Regions from separate parts of the Sus scrofa genome. Here region 1 is linked to region 2. The links are chromatin contacts, called in public Hi-C maps. All regions are on one chromosome and are shown on one strand. Each heading gives the region's core, a stretch centred on a gene start, on an enhancer-like site or on the middle of the called end of the contact. The rest is flanking DNA. Distances are from core to core; before and after follow the strand shown.

The links. A called contact is a pair of places that touch in the nucleus more often than the background predicts.
Region 1: a Hi-C map of liver shows a contact between it and region 2, with 8 times the contacts expected there. The contact joins two enhancer-like sites. A contact is called at or near these places in 4 of 47 Hi-C or Micro-C datasets (liver and skeletal muscle) and 1 of 2 datasets of contacts at active chromatin or transcription factors (alveolar macrophages).

Annotation. Positions count from the first base shown.
Region 1 is chr4:39,472,688-39,477,181 of Sscrofa11.1, reverse strand. No RefSeq gene overlaps it. Among named protein-coding and RNA genes, the nearest start is that of TSPYL5, 110 kb to the right of the region's middle. Within about 2 kb of position 2,966, at least 3 of the 83 cell types and tissues checked have an H3K27ac peak or open chromatin away from gene starts, as enhancers often do. A contact at or near this core is called in liver, where this site is marked.
Region 2 is chr4:39,780,582-39,785,338 of Sscrofa11.1, reverse strand. All of the region lies in intron 2 of CPQ (carboxypeptidase Q), which reads left to right. Among named protein-coding and RNA genes, the nearest start is that of CPQ, 73 kb to the left of the region's middle. Within about 2 kb of position 2,563, at least 16 of the 83 cell types and tissues checked have an H3K27ac peak or open chromatin away from gene starts, as enhancers often do. A contact at or near this core is called in liver, where this site is marked.

The DNA.
Region 1 (4,494 bases), core at 1,717-4,216, 310 kb after region 2:
GATTTTCGTATCCTGCAACTTTGCTGAATTCATTTGTTCCAACAGTTTGTGGAATCTTATAAAGTTTTATACCAGATCATGTCATCTGTGAACAGAGATCATTTTACTTCTTCCTTTCCAATTTGAGTGCCTTTTATTTCTTTTTTTTGGCTATTTGTCCTGGCTTCACCAGTTAATTTTGAATATTTTAGAAGAACAATAACATCTTTGAAAACATATACAAATTGTTTTTAATTGTTTGTATTTAAGTTACACTTTTATTTAATGTATTCAAATTTTCTAGACTTTGAACACAAATGCATTTTATTTTTCAGTCCTTTAGAACATTATTTTCAGTGGACTTCCTGGATTATGAAAACCCAAGTCCTAATTTTGCTGAATTGAAGACAAGAAAAAGAAAGTTTTGGGAATACATGCATAATAAATTGCAAATTATGTATGTCTTTATTATTCATCCATACATTACTGGCCCAATAACAGAACACCCAGGCATGAGTCATTAAATTCAACCATTTCTGGTTGTTTTATTTTTTTTTTTGACTTTTAGTCATTATGTATGTATTTTTTAAAACAGGATGTTAGAACACATTCAGTTTGACCATTTGTTCATTTTCATTTATCGTGTTTAAATATTTAGGCATATCTAAAACTTTCTCACATTCAAGAAGCTCAAGAATAGCCAGCCCCAGACTGATCTGCTGCCCTCCGCTCTCCTCATCCAAACCTCCCAAATGTTTGGTGGGGCAGACTTGGGTTTGAAAGTGTGAATACGGTAGATGTCTCATGCACAGAAGTTACCCTCATGTGACAAACCCCTCCATACACTGCAGCCAGGATGTTATTATGCATTACCAATCTGATTGGGCATCCGCCTGTGTGGCGCCCTTTGGTAACTTCTCTTTGCACTTGGGATCAAGTTCACACGATGAAAGTCCTGCATGTTCTAGCCCTGTCTTCCTTCCTCATCTCTGTGTCTATACTGCTCTTCCTCTCTTCACCCTGGCCACACTGGCTTTCATTCTAGTATTTCGGACATCCTCCCTCCTGCCCCAGGACCTCTGCACGTGTCCTTCCTTCTCCCAATGAAGTCTTCCTCACCGCTTTCCTTGACTAGTTAACTCCTGCCTGTCCATCTCTAAGGCCCCTTCTTCCAAGAAGCCTCCTTTGAGTCTTCAGACTGGATAGATCCCAATAATAACCCAACTAAAACTTACTTTGATGCTCGTGTATAAAATTATTGTGTTTGCTCTCCAATAGGCGGAGAGGGAAGCACTTCACATGTAGGAATTCTTTCCATCCCACCATAAGCTTTCCCCTCCATTTTTACAAGTAGAGGAGTCAAGACTTAGACAAGGTCAGTCACTTGCCCACAGTCACATTATTATTACCTAAGAAGGGAGGCAAGATTTTAATCAGGGCTGCCCAGCCTCAGAGCTTATATGTCTAACCTCAATGCCACGTTTTCTCTGTAAGGGCTCTCATTCATGATTTCTTATTCATCACGCATGTTATGAGGTTTCTGCTGGGTGCCGGGCACTGGGAGGCACTGGGAATAGAGAGGTGAGCCGTAAGACAGCTAAGGTTTCTAGACTAAAGGAATTTTGTTCTAGTGGAGGAGCAAGGCCATAAAAAGTAAAACCTGTGATCGTTCTATCACAAGTTCTGTGATAGAACGGGAGGAAAGTCTGCTATTGAGAGGATGAACTCAGACGGTCTCTCTAAAGAGGGGACATTTGAGCTGAGTCCTGAAGGATTATGGGGCAGAGGTAGCTAATTGTCCTTCAAAATCCATTCTAACTTTTTTGTTTGTTTGTTTGTTAATAGTAGCAGGCCCCCTAAATCTTAGCTAAATGATATCGTCCACCCCACTTTAGGATGTAGCTAGGCAACTAAGTTCTAGCTAATGGATTGTAACCAGAAGTGGCATGAGAAACTTCCAAGAAGTCTCCTTAACCAGAGCTGAGGGGGGAGTGGGTAGGGAGAGGCATGCCTGTCTCCTCCCACCCCCTTTCTTGTTGGAAGGTTGAAGCAGCAGCAGCAGACTTGGACCATGAAGTGAACTTGGGGATGGAAGCACGCCCAGCAGAGACGCAAACAGAAAGGACTTTGAGTCCTTGACCCTGTAGAGTACGCTACCAGTCCTGGACTGACTCCTCCAGGCACACTTTATTGAAGTCGTACATCCTATTGCACGGGAACATCTTTAAGATTCTGAAGATTTAATACAGCTACTTGGGAAGTGTACACTATAAGGTTCAGGCGAAAGCTTTTTGTTATTATCATATATAAAGCCAGATCATTTTGAAATTTATTTTTTATTAAAATATAGTTGATTTACAATGTAGTGTTAGTTTGAGGTGTATAGCAAGAGAATATATATATATATATTCTCTTTCAGATTCTTTTCCCATATAGGTTATTACATTTTTTTTTTCCCTTGGGCTGCTCCTGTAGCATATGGAGGTTCCCAGGCTAGGGGTCGAATCAGAGCTGTAGCCTCCGGCCTACGCTGGAGCCACGGCAACTCAGGATCTGAGCCACGTCTGCAACCTACACCACAGCTCACAGCAACGCCGGATCCTTAACCCACTGAGCAAGGCCAGGGATCAAACCCGCAACCTCATGGTTCCTAGTCAGATTCGCTAACCACTGAACCATGACGGGAACTCCCCCACATAGGTTATTACAAAATATTGAGGATCGTTCCCTGAGCTCTACAGTAGGTCTTCGCCTATTTTATATATGGTAGTGTGTATTTGTTACTCCCCTCAAAATGATACAAATGAACTTATTTACAAAATAGAAATAGAGTCACAGACACAGAAAACAAACCAAGTGGGAAAAGGCGGAGGGGTGAATAAATGAGGAATTTGGGAGTAACACGCAAAAGCTTTTAACCACAGTAGTGATTGACTAAACATCCTCAGGAAGTCATTACAGACCCCTTCAGCTACCTCTGACTCCCAGTCACAGGAAATGGCTGGTTTTCCTTTCTCTCTGGAAGGGTTCGGAAGGCGTTTGGCACTCCGGAAGGGCCACTCACTCGATCAGATGGCACCTGCCAAACTGACATAGATAAAAACTGCCACAATACAAATCTCTGAGAAATCCCTCCATGGCATATTAGCGATTTCACAAACACATTTACAAGCTCAGATAAAGCTTTTGATGTCCCTGATCTTTGCACTTCCAAATCGTGGCTGAACAAACAGGAATCAGTCTTCTTTGAAAGCCTTCAAAGCAGTGAAATTGCCTAAATCAGTTTGTTGACTATTCTCTGAGTTTCAAAGGTCAGGGAAGCTTTTCTGTTTGTTCATCCTTCCTCTGACACTTTCACATTCTCTTCCAGGTACTTTTGTCCTAGGAAATTTAAATCCATCATTTATCTGTTGATAGAAAAGTTTGATTTCCCAATAAAGCCTTCACCAACTTCTCCAAAAACTGAAAATGATTATTTTCAAAGCAGTTGTATAAACCTTCTATTAGGAAATGGTAAATAGAACTTTACCAGAATGAAGATAAATGAGTGAGGGTGGAACTGATTCTTTTAGCAACACATTTAAAGCTCATGCGGTCACAAATGTGTCGTTACGTCAGAAAATTCTGTGTAAAATCCAGTGTGCTGAGGTTCCTAGGTTACTATTTGTGTGAACTTGAGGCTTGATCATGGCCTCAATCATAAAAAGGATATATGATTTTGAACCTGTTTTTGAGAGGTTTTAACTCAGTCATCAGTACATGAGAGTGACTCTCAAAGTTAGGAAGTTACTATGTGTGGAAATGAGTTAAGAGGCTGAGCTTTGGCGTCTTCAGTGTTCTATGACCCTCTTGATCGGGATTCCCTAGGTAAGTGAGAGGAATACAGTTAAACTAACTTCACAAAAAAAAAAAAAGAAAAAGAAAAAAGAAAAAAAAAATCCCAAAGGGTGTCGGGGGGAGGCAGGAGGTATCATGTGAACTCAAGGTTTTCCTATAGTGAGGCTTCAGGAATTAAACCGGAAACTCTTTCCTGCTCAGCCACACTTCCCAACATTTTCCACCTCACAAGTATTACATAAAATGATCTATCTATGCCCAGAGGGATAAAATAATGAGGATGCACCACACAACGGGAAGTGACTTACTCCTTGGCATACTGATCAGCTACCCAGATAAAGCCCTTTCTTTAGTCTCCCAATTCCCGAGTTCCTAGGAAACAATCATGGCCAATGTTTATTGAGCCCTGCTATGGGGCACTGTTCTAAGCACTGTACATGCATTCCATTCACTCATTAAATCTTCACACAATCCCATAAGTTAGGTATTCTATTTTCTCATTTTACAGACAAGAAATTCTAGGTATTCAGAGGATTACCTAGCTCAAGGTCACGTGGCTAGTGGTGGGGGACAAGTACGTGAACCTCCTTTGGCTCCAGTTTGCCCTTAACCCTCCCATTATCATGCCTCTATTGGACACTATAGCCGTCTATAAAAGGATGTGAATTGATTGGCTGA
Region 2 (4,757 bases), core at 1,314-3,813:
GAGAGCCCTGAAGAAAATATCCACTCCACCCCTTCCTCTTACAGGTGAGGAAGTTGGGGCTGAAGGTCACTCAGCTACTTACTGACAAAACAGGGACCACTTGTCTTTTAGCTCGATACTGTGTTTCTTTTCTCTTAGGTCTCCTGGGTGGATCTCTTATCAGCTATACCCAGACTCCCAGGGTTGAGTCAATTAATTTAGGCATGCACTGATTTAATCTCTGTAGGGTTCCTCCCCCCACCCCAGTTGATATTTTTAAGAGTTCAGAGGCTTCCAAAATGGCACATAACAGGGTTTCTTTGCTGATTTTGATTGGACTTTCAGCAAAGTGCACTGTAGCATGATCACTCACAGGAAATGGAAACTCACCTTGTGAAGAACTAAGCTTAAAATGGGCTTTGTGTTTTCCTTTCCTCAGCAGGGGCAGAGTCTCTATGTCAGCTGCCTGGCCTTCCTCTGGGGCTTGGTTTTTAATCTCCAGGGAGGCAAGGCCGACAAAATGTCATCTCTTCTCCTGCTAAGGAAAGAAGCTGTGAAATAGATCTTCATTGCTTACGTGCCTTACGTTGCTTAGCACCAGCTGTATCCATAACACCATGGTGAATTTAAAATCCTGCTCCATTGGAATAATTGTTAAAAGGGACTCTGATGCTCATAAATAGCCCAGATAGGCATTGTGAAAGTACAGCGATTTTTATCTTTAATTGGATTTATTCTCCTGAGAAAACTTAAGTTTATGGATGTATGCCCAAATGCTGCCTATTAACTGATGTGAATTTCTCTGCTGTGAGTTCTAGGAATCTCTTAGTTCAAAGAAGGGGAGGAGAAAAGAGCTAACATATATTCGACAGCTTTTAAGTATTGGGTGCTTTATGTATACATGAAGTTCATCTCAGCTGAACCGTTACAAGAGCCTTGGGAGACAGGGAGCTTTAGATTCATTTTGCATTTGAGTAATCTCATCAAGATCGTATCCTAGGACAGTGAAGAGGCCGCTGCAGCCCTGGCCCCTTTCACTTTGGAAGGTGGGTTTTGAAAGACATCTCTGGTCATATTTGTATGAAGCTCATTTATTTCCTGCTCTTCCTCTTGTCCCCTTCCTCCTTCTCTTTATTCAGGACCTTCTCACAGCAAATGACAGTTCCTAAATGAGATTCCCTGTTACCTCCCAGCCTGCAAGGCATAGGCACAGGCAGTTCCCCTCCTGGCAACTGTTTTTGATATCTCCCCTTCCAGAGATTTGCCCTGTGGCAGCTTCCATCCATTATCATCCCTCCTTTTGCCCAGATTGGCAGCTCTCCAAGACCTCAAGAGGCAAAAAAACCAGATCTGCAGATATGCAAACCTCAAAATCCAGACTTAGTTAATGAAATCACTCCTCCGCTTGCCCCTGCCTGTGACTGAATCCTGTTCCAGCTGGAATGGGAAAAGGGCATTGGTCAGGCTGTCAAAAGCAGATCAGATTTCTCTACTGCTAGTTCTTCCTTTCTTAGCTAAAACCAAAACACCGCACACAACCATCAGCCAAAAAAATTGACACCAGGTGAGAGTGAAGGTAGTTTGTCCCGTTTTCATATTTCATGTGTTCGATCATATTTGTCTCAGCAAATGTGATGGGAAGTGGTACTTTTTCTTCTTTTCCCACCTTCTGGTGTGAGATTTATAGGTGAAGATAAAAATGCACTGCCCGCCACGAAAGAGCACCTGCTCTGCACGCATCCCATCTATTTGCCCTCTTCTTTGCTCCTGCCCCCTCCGTCTCTCTCTGCCTCCCTCTCTCCTTCAATCAGGGCTTAGAGAAATCTTTTCACTCTTCTTTTGACAGGTGTCAGATAGACAGTATGAGCTCATTTAAGCTGAACTGTCTGGGGGAAACTAAATTTGTTTGGAGAACAGCAATTTGGATGACAAGTGCCAGGACACAGCAGATGGCACGACTGGAGAAATGCTTATCAGTCTCCCAGCTCACGTTCCAGGTGGCCTCTCTATCTCTCCCGCCCCTCTTTTTCCTTGTTCACGCTTGACCCAAATGGAAACCTTGAAATACAAATGAAGTTCTTCTGGTAAGTCTCCAAGAAAAAGAGTTTCTAGTGACTCAGCCTAACAGGTTTATGTCCCCCCTTTATTTACACTTATTATTGCTAATGCTTCCCAGACCCCCAGACCTGTTTGGGCACATATTTGAAGAAGCCTCAGTTCTGAGCCCTGCCAGTTGTTTAATATGTCTATTAGCTAAGCTGCAAAAACTTTCACACTTTGGACAATCCCCAACCCTGGTTATGTTTGAGACTTCTCGTCAGGGGATGAACAGCAGTCTTCTTAAATATCTTCCCCCTTTGCCTCCCAATCAGACTGATTCTTTTTGGCTATCACTTGCCAGAGAGGGAACTATGGACATAAATGACATAGGAAGGTATTTAGTGGAAGGTGAGTTTTTTTTTTTTTTTTTTTTTTTTTTGGTTCATGTAAAACATTCTAAAATTCAAGGCCAGGGCACTGGGGCAGGCTCTAATCTATGAATCATTAAATTCTTAACATACCCTGAGAACAGGAAGAGAGAGATTAACCTTTATAGGCATGGGAGGAATGTCTCCTCTGAACACTGGTAATTCATGTGACATTTGCTGTTTGCTTATGTTTGTGGTGAAATTCTTTCCCTCAACCTTGAACTGTGTTGTTGCTGGTCACAACAGACCTTCTACGAGAGCAACCCAAGTTGATGTTTTAAGTACACAAACAAAGCAGATGTTTTTCATCCTGGGCATCAATTTTTTTGGTCCATATTTGGTTCACATGAGAACCTTTATGTTTTTCCAGTCTGTAAGCTTTAGCTCTGAATTTACATGTTTTGGTGGTTTGGTGTTGCTAATTCAGTGTGAAATTTACTCATGGAAAAGGCATACTGTGAGTGAAGAAATAAAGTACCAAACAGTATGGAAAACCCACACTTTTCTTTATTATTTAATTTTGTACTAAATTTTGTACATGTGCTTGGTGTTAGGAATCTCATGGTTGGAGCAAAGCCAATTGGTGGCCATGTCATATTTACCTGGAGGTTGAAGTTTCATTAATAATTTAAGGTGAAAATCAGAGAAAAAAGCCTCTAACCAACCCACTTAGCTGTCACAGCTCCCTTGTGGCAAAATATCATTGCACTTCTGCTCTTCTCTCCAAAAGCTTTTGGAACTCGAACACATTATTACTATTAAAGGCTTTATTTCTGAAGAGCAGTTTTAGGTTTACAACAAAATTGAAAAGGAGATACAGAGATTTCTCACATACTCACTGCCCCAAACATGTACAGTGTCCCCCTTAAGCATTATCACTCCCCAGAGTGGCAAAAATTTTCACCAAGAATGAACTTACCTTGATGCATTATTGTCACTCAAAGTCCAGAGTTTATCCTAGGTGCCTCTCTTGGTATTATACATTCTATGGGACTGGACAAATATATAGTGACAGACAACCATCATTACAGTATCACATGGAATATCTTCACTGCCTTAAAAATCCTCTGTGCTCTGCCTACTCATCCATCTGTGTCCCTACCCCTGGCAAACACTGATCTCCACAGTTTTGCCTTTTTTAGAATGTCACTTAGTTGAAAGCATATAGTATGTAGCCTGTTTAGATTTGTTTCTTTCACTTAGTAATATGCATTTAAGATTCCCCTATGTCTTTTCGTGGCTTGATAGCTTCTCTCTTTTTATTGCTAAATAATATTTCATTGCCTGGATGTCCCATAGCTTATTTATCTGTTCACCTGTTGAAAGACATGTTAATTGCTTCCATATTTTGGCAGTTATGAGTAAAGCTTCTGTAAACATCTGTGTTCAGGGCTTTGTGTGGACATAAGTTTTCAACTCTTCTGGGTAAATATTGTTGGTTTGTGTGGTAAGAGTTATTTAGTTTTGTTAAAAAACTGCCAAAGTACCTTCTGAAATGGTTGCATCATTTTGCAGTCCCACCAGCAGTGAATGAAAGTTCTTATTGCTCCACATCCTCACCAGCATTGGGTGGTGTTGGTGTTTGAGATTTTGGCCATCTAATAGGTTTATGCTAACTCATTGTTGTTTTAATTTACATTTCCCTGATAACATATGATAAAGAGCATCTTTTCATATATTTATATGCCATTTGTATGTCTGAGGTGTCTATTAAAGCCTTTGGCCCATTTTTAAATTGAGTTGTTTGGTTTTTTTAAAATTGTTTAGTGTTAGGAATTCTTTGTATATTTTGGATAATAATCCTTCATCAGAAGTATCTTTTTCTCCCAGTCAGTGTCTTATCTTCTAATTCTGTTGATGCTGTCTTTCACAGAGCAGAATTTTTAATTTTAATGGAAGTCAAGTTTGTCAGTTATTTCTTTAATGGATCATGTCTTTGGTATTGCACTAAAAAGCATCACTATAACCAAAGTCATGTAGGTTTTCTCCTATGTTGTCTTCCAAGAATTTTATAGTTTTGCTTTTATATTTATGTCTATGATCTATTTTTGTGAAGGGTATAAAGCCTGTGTCTAGATTCATTTTTTTTTGCATGTGGATATTTAGTTCTAGCTCATTTGTTGAAGAGACTGTCTTTACTCCATTGTATTACTTTTGCTCCTTTGTCAAAGATCAGTTGGACTATATTTATTTAAGGCTGTTTCTGGGATCTCTACTTTGTTCCATCAGTCTATTTATCTGTTTCTTCACTAATACCACACTGCTTGATTACTGTAGCTTTGTACCAAGTCTTGAAGTCGGGTAGTGTCC